Regions from separate parts of the Mus musculus genome. Here regions 2 and 3 are each linked to region 1. A link is a contact called in public ChIA-PET and HiCAR-type data. All regions are on one chromosome and are shown on one strand. Each heading gives the region's core, a stretch centred on a gene start, on an enhancer-like site or on the middle of the called end of the contact. The rest is flanking DNA. Distances are from core to core; before and after follow the strand shown.

Region 1 (3,270 bases), core at 369-2,868:
ATTCTTCAGCAGAAATTGAGGTGTAAGTTGGAAGTGGTGAAAGGATTTCAGATTCCCTGTCACCACGGAGTATCTTGTGCCTTCAAGGATGGTTTCATCTCTGGTTTTACTTAATCCAGGTGGCCAAATCCAGCCTAGCTGTTCTGAATATTAATTCTTTATAGTTACTTTGTCTATAAATACCTAAGTCCCAAGCCCCTCAAATTCAAAAGTCACACTAAAGTGCTTGAATATTAAATGGCCAGTGAAATGGCTCTGCAGCTATCATCACTTGAAGTCAACCCAGACCAGAGTTTTGACTCCTGGGACAAAGGTGGAGGAAGAGAATTGTCTCCAAAACCCTCTAAACCTGCAGGTGTGCAGTTCCATTCCCATACCCATCTTCTCAAGCACATTTGATATTCTACACTGAGAATATTCTACATCAACTATTTTCAGTCCAACTACTTGATAGGGGCAGTTGGCAGTAAGTTGGAAGCTGTCTTTGTTGTCTTTATATTCTTCAGTAAAATCACATGCTTCCACAGCATAGACAGCTCAGCCATCTAGCACTGGCTACCCTTCCCCTGCCCTACTACTTTATCATTCTAAATCTTGACTATCTTATGGCAGTTGCCCCCGTTTGCATCCTGACCTGGTGGTTTCAGATTTTGCAGTGACTAAGGTAATCATAGCCATCATCTCTGTTCCCAAAATTCCAGTTTTTTGTTTTCATTACAACGGAAATACCATATCTGGGCTACTTAAGCAGAATCGACTAGCCTTATTTGCCCATTTTTGTCCTCTTCCTATATTGGTTCCTTTAAAAAAAAAAAAGTCGAGTACTCACAAGGGTCATTATTTCTAAGTTTTGTGTTTTGCTTGTGTCACCACCACCTTATAGGACTTGTCTGCCCATTATAACAAAGTACTGGTAGTTTTATTTTCTTAAGTGCATTTAGAACCTTAGTATTAAGTCTAGGGCTGTATTGGTGACTTAAAACAATATGGCTAGGCATCATGAAGTCTTTAAAGTCCATTGAAATTTAGATTGATATTGAAGTTGGTGCGTAAATTTGGGGAAGGAATTCGTTTTAGATAACAGAACTTGTGCCCAAAAATATAGGATAAACCGATTTCACGTGGCTCATGCTAAAAGGAAAGCAGACATACTTACGGGTATCCTTGTGGATGTGGTTGGATGAGCTTTGAGACCCAATGTTGGGCTTTTAGTACACTTGGCATGAGTAAGAAAAGCCTGCAGAGTACCGCGGCCACGATCGTTGGTACAAAGTCTACAGACATTCTCAGACTGCTGCCGGATGGAGGTTCAAGTAAGATGAATTAAACAATTACTGGGCTAGTTTCATATAAAAGTAGGGAGGTCGATAAAACAACACCTACGCTAGCAACAGCTATTGCCTTGTACAACCCTGCTATAGAGGTTTTTTTCAACATAGCAACAGTGGACGAGTTCCTGTACCAGTGGCAACGGCAAATGCGAGACACCCGGATATCTAAACGATTACTTCCGCCTGTCATAGCCAGGTTACCCGCAGCAAATGGCGAAATGGCGGCCGGGAGTTAGTGCGCAAGCGTAGCGGAGATCCGCGGCGTGTTCTTACGTCATCACTAAGCGTCGAAGCCATGGAAGGTCCCATAGCTGTAGTGGTCCCCTCCCTTCTGAGCACTTGCCCACGTGCTGTCTGCCACTTAAGCGGATTCACGTGCAGCGGCGGCCCCGGCGTAGCTCAGCTGTGTAGAATTTTCTCCAGCAGATTGGTCAGCCTGGGTAGCAACTCGGTGTCTTCACGTGCTTCCGTTGTGCAGCTGCCTGGTGTCGGCCGGAGCAGGGCGCAGGTACTCTTTGCAAGGGACTGGGTCGGATGTTGAGATGTGCGTTTGGGTCTTTCACTGGCCGGTAGGGCTGGCTCGAGTACGGAAGCTTCTGTACCGGCTGGTGCCTGTATCTTCGGACTCTTCGCCTGGACTGCCCTACAGACAGACGTTCCTGGTCCGGGATACTCTGACATGCGGGGCTGGCTTCTCGAGCGCTTTCCGGGAGTGTGGCTCCTTCCCACACTCGGGCTTCTTCTCTCTCTTTGAGAGAATGGGTTGGTGTCAAAACTATTTTCTGAGAAACTCGGCTCCTCGTAGCAGTGGTAGGCTTTGAACTAACGCGGTTTAGTCCCAGATATTCTGCTCTTAAATACTGCAGTATGCCAGTTTATTTGCACTATTTAGCTGTCTCAGTCAGGACATTTGACAGTGCACCTCGTGATGCTTAGTACCCGGTGCTGTGTGTACAAGAATGGATACAGCCGAATGAAAATGACTTGTCGATCAGGTTGTGGTGGCGTATACCGTTAATTCCAGCGCTTGGAAGGTGGAGCCTGGAGTATTTTTTGGAGCTCGAGGCCAGTCTGGTCTGCATAGTGAGACTGTTTGAAAAAACAAAACAAAGCAAACAACAACAACAACAAAACCCAATACGATTCATCTTATTTTCTCTTTCCAATAATGCTTTCCTTATGTATTAAACGTTTCTTGGAACCAGTAATTTTAGATCGTTATCAGATCCCTCACTCTGGCCATTAATTTTACATTAGTTTTGTGTGTAGTTGTATTTCATCTACTTTTAAAAGTACTTTTTAGAATTAAAGCTTGTACTCAGGGGCCTTACCTGTTAATTCTAAGACTCTCCTATTATAACAAAAAATAAGACTCCCCCCCCCCCCCCCCCCCAAGACAGGGTTTCTCTGTATAGCCCTGGCTGTCCTGGAACTCACTCTGTAGACCAGTCTGGCCTCTAACTCAGAAATCCGCCTGCTTCTGCCTCCCAAGTGCTGGGATTAAAGGCGTGGGCCACCACTGCCTGACAAGATAAGACTTTTAACAATTAAGCTGGACTCGTTAACATTAGGTACCCATTCATTTTTTGTAGGTGTTTATGTGGCTGGCAACATAAAGCTTACAAACTGAGTTGCTTTGGACTTGGGTAGATCCCAGTGTAAAGTCTATTTGTTACATCAGTGCCTTGGGATACTAGATTTTTTTTTCTTTTAAGACTTATTTATTTATTATATCTAAACACACTGTAGTTGTCTTCTGACGCACCAGAAGAGGGTGTCAGATCTCATTAAGGATGGCTGTGAGCCACCATGTGGTTGCTGGGATTTGAACTCAGGACCTTAGGAAGAGCAGTCAGTGCTGAGCCATCTCTCCAGCCTGGGATACTAGATTTTTTTTTTACTGCTTTCCCCTTCTAAACAGGCGCCATTTATTGTGATA
Region 2 (3,270 bases), core at 304-2,803, 230 kb before region 1:
CCGAGGAGGCTGGAGGAGGGTGTGTGATCCCTGTGATTAGAGTTAGACACAGTTGTAAGCTGATGTGGGTGCTGGGACTCAAAGCCCCAGTCTGCAAAAGGAGGAGATTTTACTGAACCCCAGAGAGTAACTAGGATGGCTGCGCAGATACAGGAAGAGCGGCCACTAAGACCTGTGGGGAAAGGAACCGGTCTTTGGGGCCTGGGATGACTGGGCAGGAAGCTCACCCGGGGTCTGTAACAGTTCGGGATCACGTTTCTCTCCTTCTCACTTGGCCAGTTAAGGAATTAATTCTTCCTTTTTTCTTTGTCTTTCTTTTCCATGCCTGTGTGTGCTCTCTGGACAGCTGGATCCATAACAGAGAATCCGGATGGGTGAGTGAGGCTTTTCCGCTTCTGCAGGACCAAACTCTCTAACCTAGAACCCCAGGCTTCCAGAGGCTGCCTCTGGGGACAGCTCTGCTGCCCAGGGGCCAGTGGGTATCCGGGAGCCTCCCTCTGGTTTTATGAGAATCTGGGCTGACCAGATAATAAAGCTTTTTAGAACAATCTTTTTTTTTTTTTTTGTCTAAAAACATCCCTGATAAAACTTATTTTTATAAATAGCATTTTTTTCTTACGAATGCTTGACACCTGCTTGTTTTAGAAACTAAATAAGATGGTAAAGAAGAAACAGAATAATCACCGCTCTGCTACATTTTCTTCTAGTTAAATATGTATATGTGCATGTGTATACATAAGTATAATATAATATGTTAAAATTTGCATATGCATTTTCCCCCATTTATGTTGTGCAAATCTTCCTAAACCCGTAAAAACAATTCTTCAAAAATTTCTCCTGGATACAGGAAGATCAGGAGTTCAAGGCCAGCCTTGGCTAGTGAGTGTGAGACCTGTGCCTCTGTCCCTAACAAAAGAAAACACAAAGACAGAACAAAAATTTAAAAAAAAAAATTTTTTTTAACAAGAAGAAAGGATGGGAAGGAAACAAGAAGCAGAAAGACGAGGGAGAACTAGAGGAAAGGAAAGCACCTTGAAAATCTCGTATTTAAATGAGATGGGCTACCCTCTGCTGCCTGCTGTGGGAGGACCATTGTCAAATTTCACCGGATTTCATCTGCATGAAAATACAGGAGGAGCGGCTGTGCAGACCGCTCCTGTCTGGTTGAGGACAAAGAGTTGGATTCTGTCTGTGTCTAGAATTTTCGTGGCAGAGGGATTCTAGCCTAAAAAAGAAAAAGATTCAGATAGGTAGACAACCTGAACCAAGATTTGGAACACACGTTTATGGGAAGAAACTGGCCACAAAGGGTTACAAGATTAGAGAGCGAAGCCACAGGGCCTCACCTGGAGGCAGGCCCGCAAGCTGAATTTACAACAGGGACCTGGGAGTCGTATAAATGACTAATGCTGGCTTCCTGATGCTCTTTTCCAAGCAAGCTGCAAAAATTGGCAGGGGCCCTTCAGTGTGCTGTCGATGTGTCTGGAATTCAAATAGTAGGATGCAGAGATGCCATGACAATGGGAAGCAAGCTTTACCTGGAGAAAATGATGCGGACATGGCTGCTGCAACCCGTACTCACACACGGGGACCTTCGCAACCACTCTCCAGCGGTCCCCATCATGCCTGACTGCGATTGCCCTTACTCAAGGGCATTAAATTAAAAAGTAATGTAGCCGGTGATTCTTTTTTTCCCCTATCCTCCCCCCCCCTCCCCATCCAGGCAGTGAAGAATGGGGCAAGTAAAATAAAAACCTTGACTGCAACTGATATGTCTGTTTTTTAAAAAATGATGCTGATATTAGACACAGCTCAGGAGAGCACAATTTGAATATCGGCGGTATTGTACGGGGCTGAAGTCCTCACACCCCCCTCCTTTAGATCTGTCTTCACTGGCTGCACGCCTTAATATTCTTCCGAGGTGTAATAGCTGGGAGGATTCCATCAGTAATAACCGAAGATCCTGTGAGCCGGTTCTGTTATCCTGAGAATCGAGAGGCATTTTTGCCTTGCCGGCTGTCATTTCCATTGGTGGGGCTGATAAGCAGATTCTGAGTTTATTATTTGCCCAGACAGAGTGCTCTAGCTCCTGGGGTGTTGAGTCGTTCTGAAGCGCTTTATTATTTTAAGTCTTTGTACCCAGGGCTGAGAGCTGGAAAGCCTTGGACAGGTACCGAGTGTTAGTTCCACCTTGACTTTGTTTTTCTGGCTCTCCTGCCCTCCATTTGGAAACAGAAACGCTCTTCCAGGTCCCCAGTTCTTCGCTCCCGTTATTTGGGGTAACAACTTAGCTCTGTGTCTCTACTCTCTTTCCTCCAAACACCACTGTCCTTTAAAATGATCTGAGTAAATTTAGCATTTGACTTTTCTTTAACCTGATAATTCTTAGGATGTGACCATGTATATAGTAACAACAATAACAATAAGTAAATGCATAGGTATCTGTTGGGGATTGGCTTTACAGCTCCACTCACATTCCAAAATCTGTGAATGTTTAAGCACTTTATGTAAAACGGCATACATAGCATAGTGTTTGCATATAACTTCTACAGTTTCCTGTATAAATCATCTCTAGGTTACTTCATGTGAAACTATATGAAGAGTTATTGTACTCTACTAGAGCCAATTACAGGAAAAGGTCTGTGCATGATCAGTATAGATACAGGTTTGATGTGTTTATTTTTATGTATATGGATGTTTTGCCTACATATAGGTGTGCCATTTGTGTGTAGTGCACTTGGAGGCCAGAAGAGGGCATTGGCTCCCCTGGACCTAGAGTCCCTGATGGTTGTGAGCTATCATCTGGGTGTTGGGAACTGGAACCCAGGTCCTCTGCAAGAACAGCAAATGCTCTTAACTACTGAACCAATCTACACAGAGTCAGGGTTTTAGAAAATAGGCTTTTGGTCTGTGGTTGGTCAAATCTTTGCATATAGAACCTATGGATATGGAGGGCTGACTACATAGCATTTACTATGTGACAGATATGTTCCAAGATTTTATTATTAGCATCAAACAAATCTTTGTGGTATGCGGGTTGGTAGAAATGATTATTGTCTTTTTATACATTTTAACTGTGTGTATGTAGTGTGTGTGTGTGTGTGTGTGTGTGTGTGTGTGTGTGTACATCATACATGGCTTTTTAGGAATTATTCTCTCTTTCTACCTTGTTTTTGAGGCAGAGTTTCTCTTGTTTCTGCTGGGGCAACCAAAGCCAGCTTCTAGCTCTCTCTGCCATCTTTCTCTCATCTTAGCACCAAAGCAGTAGGT
Region 3 (3,270 bases), core at 217-2,716, 180 kb before region 1:
CTATTCCAGGAACTTCAGGACAAACGTAGGTTAAAACCTTGGTTCAAGCCAGGCAGTGGTGGCGCACACCTTTAATCCCAGCACTTGGGAGGCAGAGACAGGTGGATTTCTGAGTTCGAGGCCAGCCTGGTCTACAAAGTGAGTTCCAGGACAGCCAGGGCTACACAGAGAAACCCTGTCCCAAAACAACAACAACAACAACAACAACAAAAACCCTTGATTCAGCCACTTGTGAGCTCCACAGACCCTGTAAGAATACTCGGGCTCTCAGAACCTCCACCGCTCTGACTTCTACCACGGAGACCACGGTACCCACTTTGCAGGGCTGCAGGCTCGTTGAGAGGCTTAAATGAGGCAACAGCAGGAAGGAGCTTGCACAAGTACCGATATTACATAACGTACAGGCATCATCCTAACCAGTGATAGTTTTGGTGTATGGATTTGATCATTGCTGAAGTAAATGTTACATTCATCTCACCTGGCTGTTCTTTTGAACGTCTCAGAACCTGGAACAGTTAGAAGTGCATAAAAGTCCCCTGGAAACATCTGGATTTTTATTGACTGAATAAAAGGACACCCGAGGTTCCCTTTCCCCTTGTCTTTGCCACATAGCTTCTTTCAACAGCTATCGCTGGCCTGAGTCTTTGGGACCACCCCAGGTGTTCTCTCTTTCCTGGCACCTGACCTCTTTTGAACTCTTTGGTCCTGAAGTCTGGCATGCTTACTATTGTTACCATTCCTTGAAACAGCCCCTCCTCCATGCATCAACTGTCTGCCAGGCCAGGCCCTGTCCCAGGCTGACAGCTCACCCCACCTCACCCCTAATTCTCTTCTGAGCATCAGCAGCCTACCCCCATCCAAAGATAACTTTTATAGCTGATCTCTGGCGGCACCTCCTACCTTCCAATTAGGAGCCTGTCAACACCCAGACCATCACTCTTCCTATAGTGGCTGACAACACGGGAGCCTGCTGAGGCTGCTCTGGGGAAAGAATGAAGGGAAATTATTTCCATGGTGCAGTGGTACTGAGCCCATAGGTGGAATCTAGGTGATTCTGACTTTGGGCCAGCCTCCCTGTTCTGCACCAAAAATCTGCAGTACTAATGTGGCAGCTGGTACCCAGTTGGTACTTGATAAATAAGTATACGGGGACTGAAAATGTCAAGGGCACAGGAGCTAGCTAGCAGACTCCAATTAGTTTTCCTCTCTCATACATGCAAATAATTAAGTTAGCTCGCTCATGCTTTTGTGAGCTCCCCTTTCCTTTAGTGGTTACACATGAACCTATAACCAGAAAGGAGAGACAACAGTCTCTGTTGGCTTTCTCCATCTAGCCCCTTAGATGCTCATTCCTTAGACTCTCTGACACACAGGGGCATTTGCAGAAGCTGCAGCCCATGAAGGAAGTATGACACAATCTAACATTTTTCTTATCTGGCAGTGTGGTCTAGTGGTTTGCACAGGGGCTGTGCAAGTCGGAAGTCTGGCTTTCTATTTCTGGGGCTGAAGGGAAACTGTGTAACAACAGCCTTTGCTCCACTGCTTGCTCTCACTTTCTCTTTCTCTTGGTCCCAATCCCGAGGCTGAGCCGGCCTAAGCACCCAAGAATTCAGGGAAAAAATGATAGTGCCCCTGCCCCACCCGTGGGTCCTGCTTCAGTCTCTGGTGAGGCTGTGAAGTCTATCATGCATTCATCCCCAGAGCCCAGTGCAGGCTGAGGGGTGAGCAGGAGAGTGGTTTAGAGCCAGGACCATGAAAAGGCAGGGGTGGCAGGCTAACCACATCAAACCAACCCCCTTTCTCTTTGTTACCGCTTTGAGCCTGCAGCTCTGTGGGTAGCTCTGAGGGTGCAGATTTTGTAAAGTTAGGAGCCCTGATGCCTGGACAGGGAGGCAGGAACAAGCCGGACCTTGCATTGCCCTCAAGGTGGTGAATCCAGTCATAAGGATGAGTTCTTTGATTTGAAGTAGGAAAGAATTGGGGAGAGAAATAGTTACAACAGATCAGATGGAGTTGGGAGTACATTAAGATCAGATCTGCCCTCAAGGGCAGAGGGCCTTAAGAACATAGTTTCTTTATGGCTGGGCCCTACAATGTCTTTGGGAAGAGAGATCAATGCCAAACCAGCCCAATTTAGAGAGACATATGAATTTCCAGGGAATCCTATTGCATCTCAAAACGTATAAGATTTAAGCAGCCTTGAAACAGATAGAAAGAAACCTTTCCACATTTGGCCAGACAAGTACACTATAGCCATGTGAGGTCTGCGCTGTATCTAGAAAGAGCAAGACAAAGCTGGGGACACTAGTCATGGAACATGTCATTTCCTTCCTCATTTCTACCCCACTGATCTTCAGGTCTCAAGTCCTGCTACTGTACACATCTGAGTAGCCAGAAAGCAGCAAGGTCCTGAGGGGTGTCTTTAGAATAAGATCCTGGAGAAGTTCCAGGCTGAGCCTTAGGGTGGGAGTCAGATGGGCTGACTCTCTTTGGGGTCACGTGACAAGGGATGCTCATGTGCTCTTTTCTATGTAGTGTGCAGCTATGGTACAAAGATAGCATTTCAGGAGAGTGTGGTGTTTTACTGCAGCAGAGGCCAGCCGGCAAGGGGAGGTCTGGGGAGCTTGAAAGAAAAGCACAACAGTTTCTTCAGAGGAGCGATGTCAAGGAAAGATGCACATGCTGCTGTCACCTATCAAGTGCACACTCAAGATCCATGCCAATCGAATTGCTAAGCAGCGCATGATGCTGTGCTCAGATGCATCCATAGCTATTGTACTAGATGGTTTTATGTCAACTTGACACAAGCTGGAGTCATCAGAGAGGGAGGAGCCTTAACTTGAGAAAATGCCTCCATGAGATCCTGCTGTAAGGCATTTTCTTAGTGATCAATGGTGGGGGTGGGGGGAGCAGCACATTTCAGGTGGTGCCATCCCTGGGCTGGTGGTCGTGGGTTCTATAAGAAAGCAGGCTGAGCAAGCCATGGGGAGTAAGTCAGTACACAGCACCCCTCTATGACCTCTGCCTCAGCTCTTGCCTCCAGCCAGGTTCCTGTCCTGCTTGAGTTCACATCCCGATTTCCTTTGGTGATGAATAGCAACAGGGAAGTGTAAGCCAAATTAAACCTTTCCTCCTCAACTGGCTTTTTGGTCCCACTATTTTGTTGTGGCAATAAAAACTCTGAGATAGCTATCATGGGGATCCCACAGCCCACGAATTACAGTTGGACATGCTTATATGCAATTAGATAAGTCTGAATGGAATTCAGGC

What was found. ChIA-PET counts read pairs in DNA pulled down with a chosen protein or histone mark. HiCAR-type assays count read pairs that join an accessible place to other places.
Region 2: a HiCAR-type map of embryonic stem cells shows a contact between it and region 1, with 2.9 times the contacts expected there. The contact joins the enhancer-like site here to the promoter of Nat10 in region 1. A contact is called at or near these places in 26 of 39 promoter capture datasets (the 3T3-L1 cell line, 3T3-L1-derived adipocytes, the C10 cell line and 17 more), 3 of 15 datasets of contacts at CTCF or cohesin (CD8 T cells, large pre-B cells and pro-B cells), 24 of 484 Hi-C or Micro-C datasets (B cells, the Ba/F3 cell line, ECoMG-derived neutrophils and 17 more), 25 of 115 datasets of contacts at active chromatin or transcription factors (the 230-238 cell line, T-cell acute lymphoblastic leukemia, acute myeloid leukemia and 15 more) and 4 of 9 other capture datasets (adipose tissue, embryonic stem cells, liver and 1 more).
Region 3: an RNA polymerase II ChIA-PET map of memory CD8 T cells shows a contact between it and region 1, with 11 read pairs. The contact joins the enhancer-like site here to the promoter of Nat10 in region 1. A contact is called at or near these places in 10 of 39 promoter capture datasets (the 3T3-L1 cell line, the C10 cell line, embryonic stem cells and 7 more), 1 of 115 datasets of contacts at active chromatin or transcription factors (memory CD8 T cells) and 3 of 9 other capture datasets (adipose tissue, liver and pancreatic islet).

The regions. Positions count from the first base shown.
Region 1 is chr2:103,759,618-103,762,887 of GRCm38.p6, reverse strand. It overlaps Nat10 (N-acetyltransferase 10), which reads left to right and starts at 1,618. Exons shown (of 29, transcript NM_153126.3): 1 at 1,618-1,839.
Region 2 is chr2:103,990,989-103,994,258 of GRCm38.p6, reverse strand. 4931422A03Rik (RIKEN cDNA 4931422A03 gene) reads left to right here. Exons shown (of 5, transcript NM_175161.3): 4 at 347-374; 5 at 1,436-1,764. The coding sequence ends at 1,664. Among named protein-coding and RNA genes, the nearest start is that of Gm38515, 12 kb to the right of the region's middle. Within about 2 kb of position 1,553, at least 15 of the 459 cell types and tissues checked have an H3K27ac peak or open chromatin away from gene starts, as enhancers often do. A contact at or near this core is called in embryonic stem cells and epiblast stem cells, where this site is marked.
Region 3 is chr2:103,944,172-103,947,441 of GRCm38.p6, reverse strand. All of the region lies in intron 2 of Gm39896 (a long non-coding RNA gene), which reads right to left. Among named protein-coding and RNA genes, the nearest start is that of Gm39896, 9.6 kb to the right of the region's middle. Within about 2 kb of position 1,466, at least 111 of the 459 cell types and tissues checked have an H3K27ac peak or open chromatin away from gene starts, as enhancers often do. A contact at or near this core is called in adipose tissue, hematopoietic stem and progenitor cells, macrophages and 3 more, where this site is marked.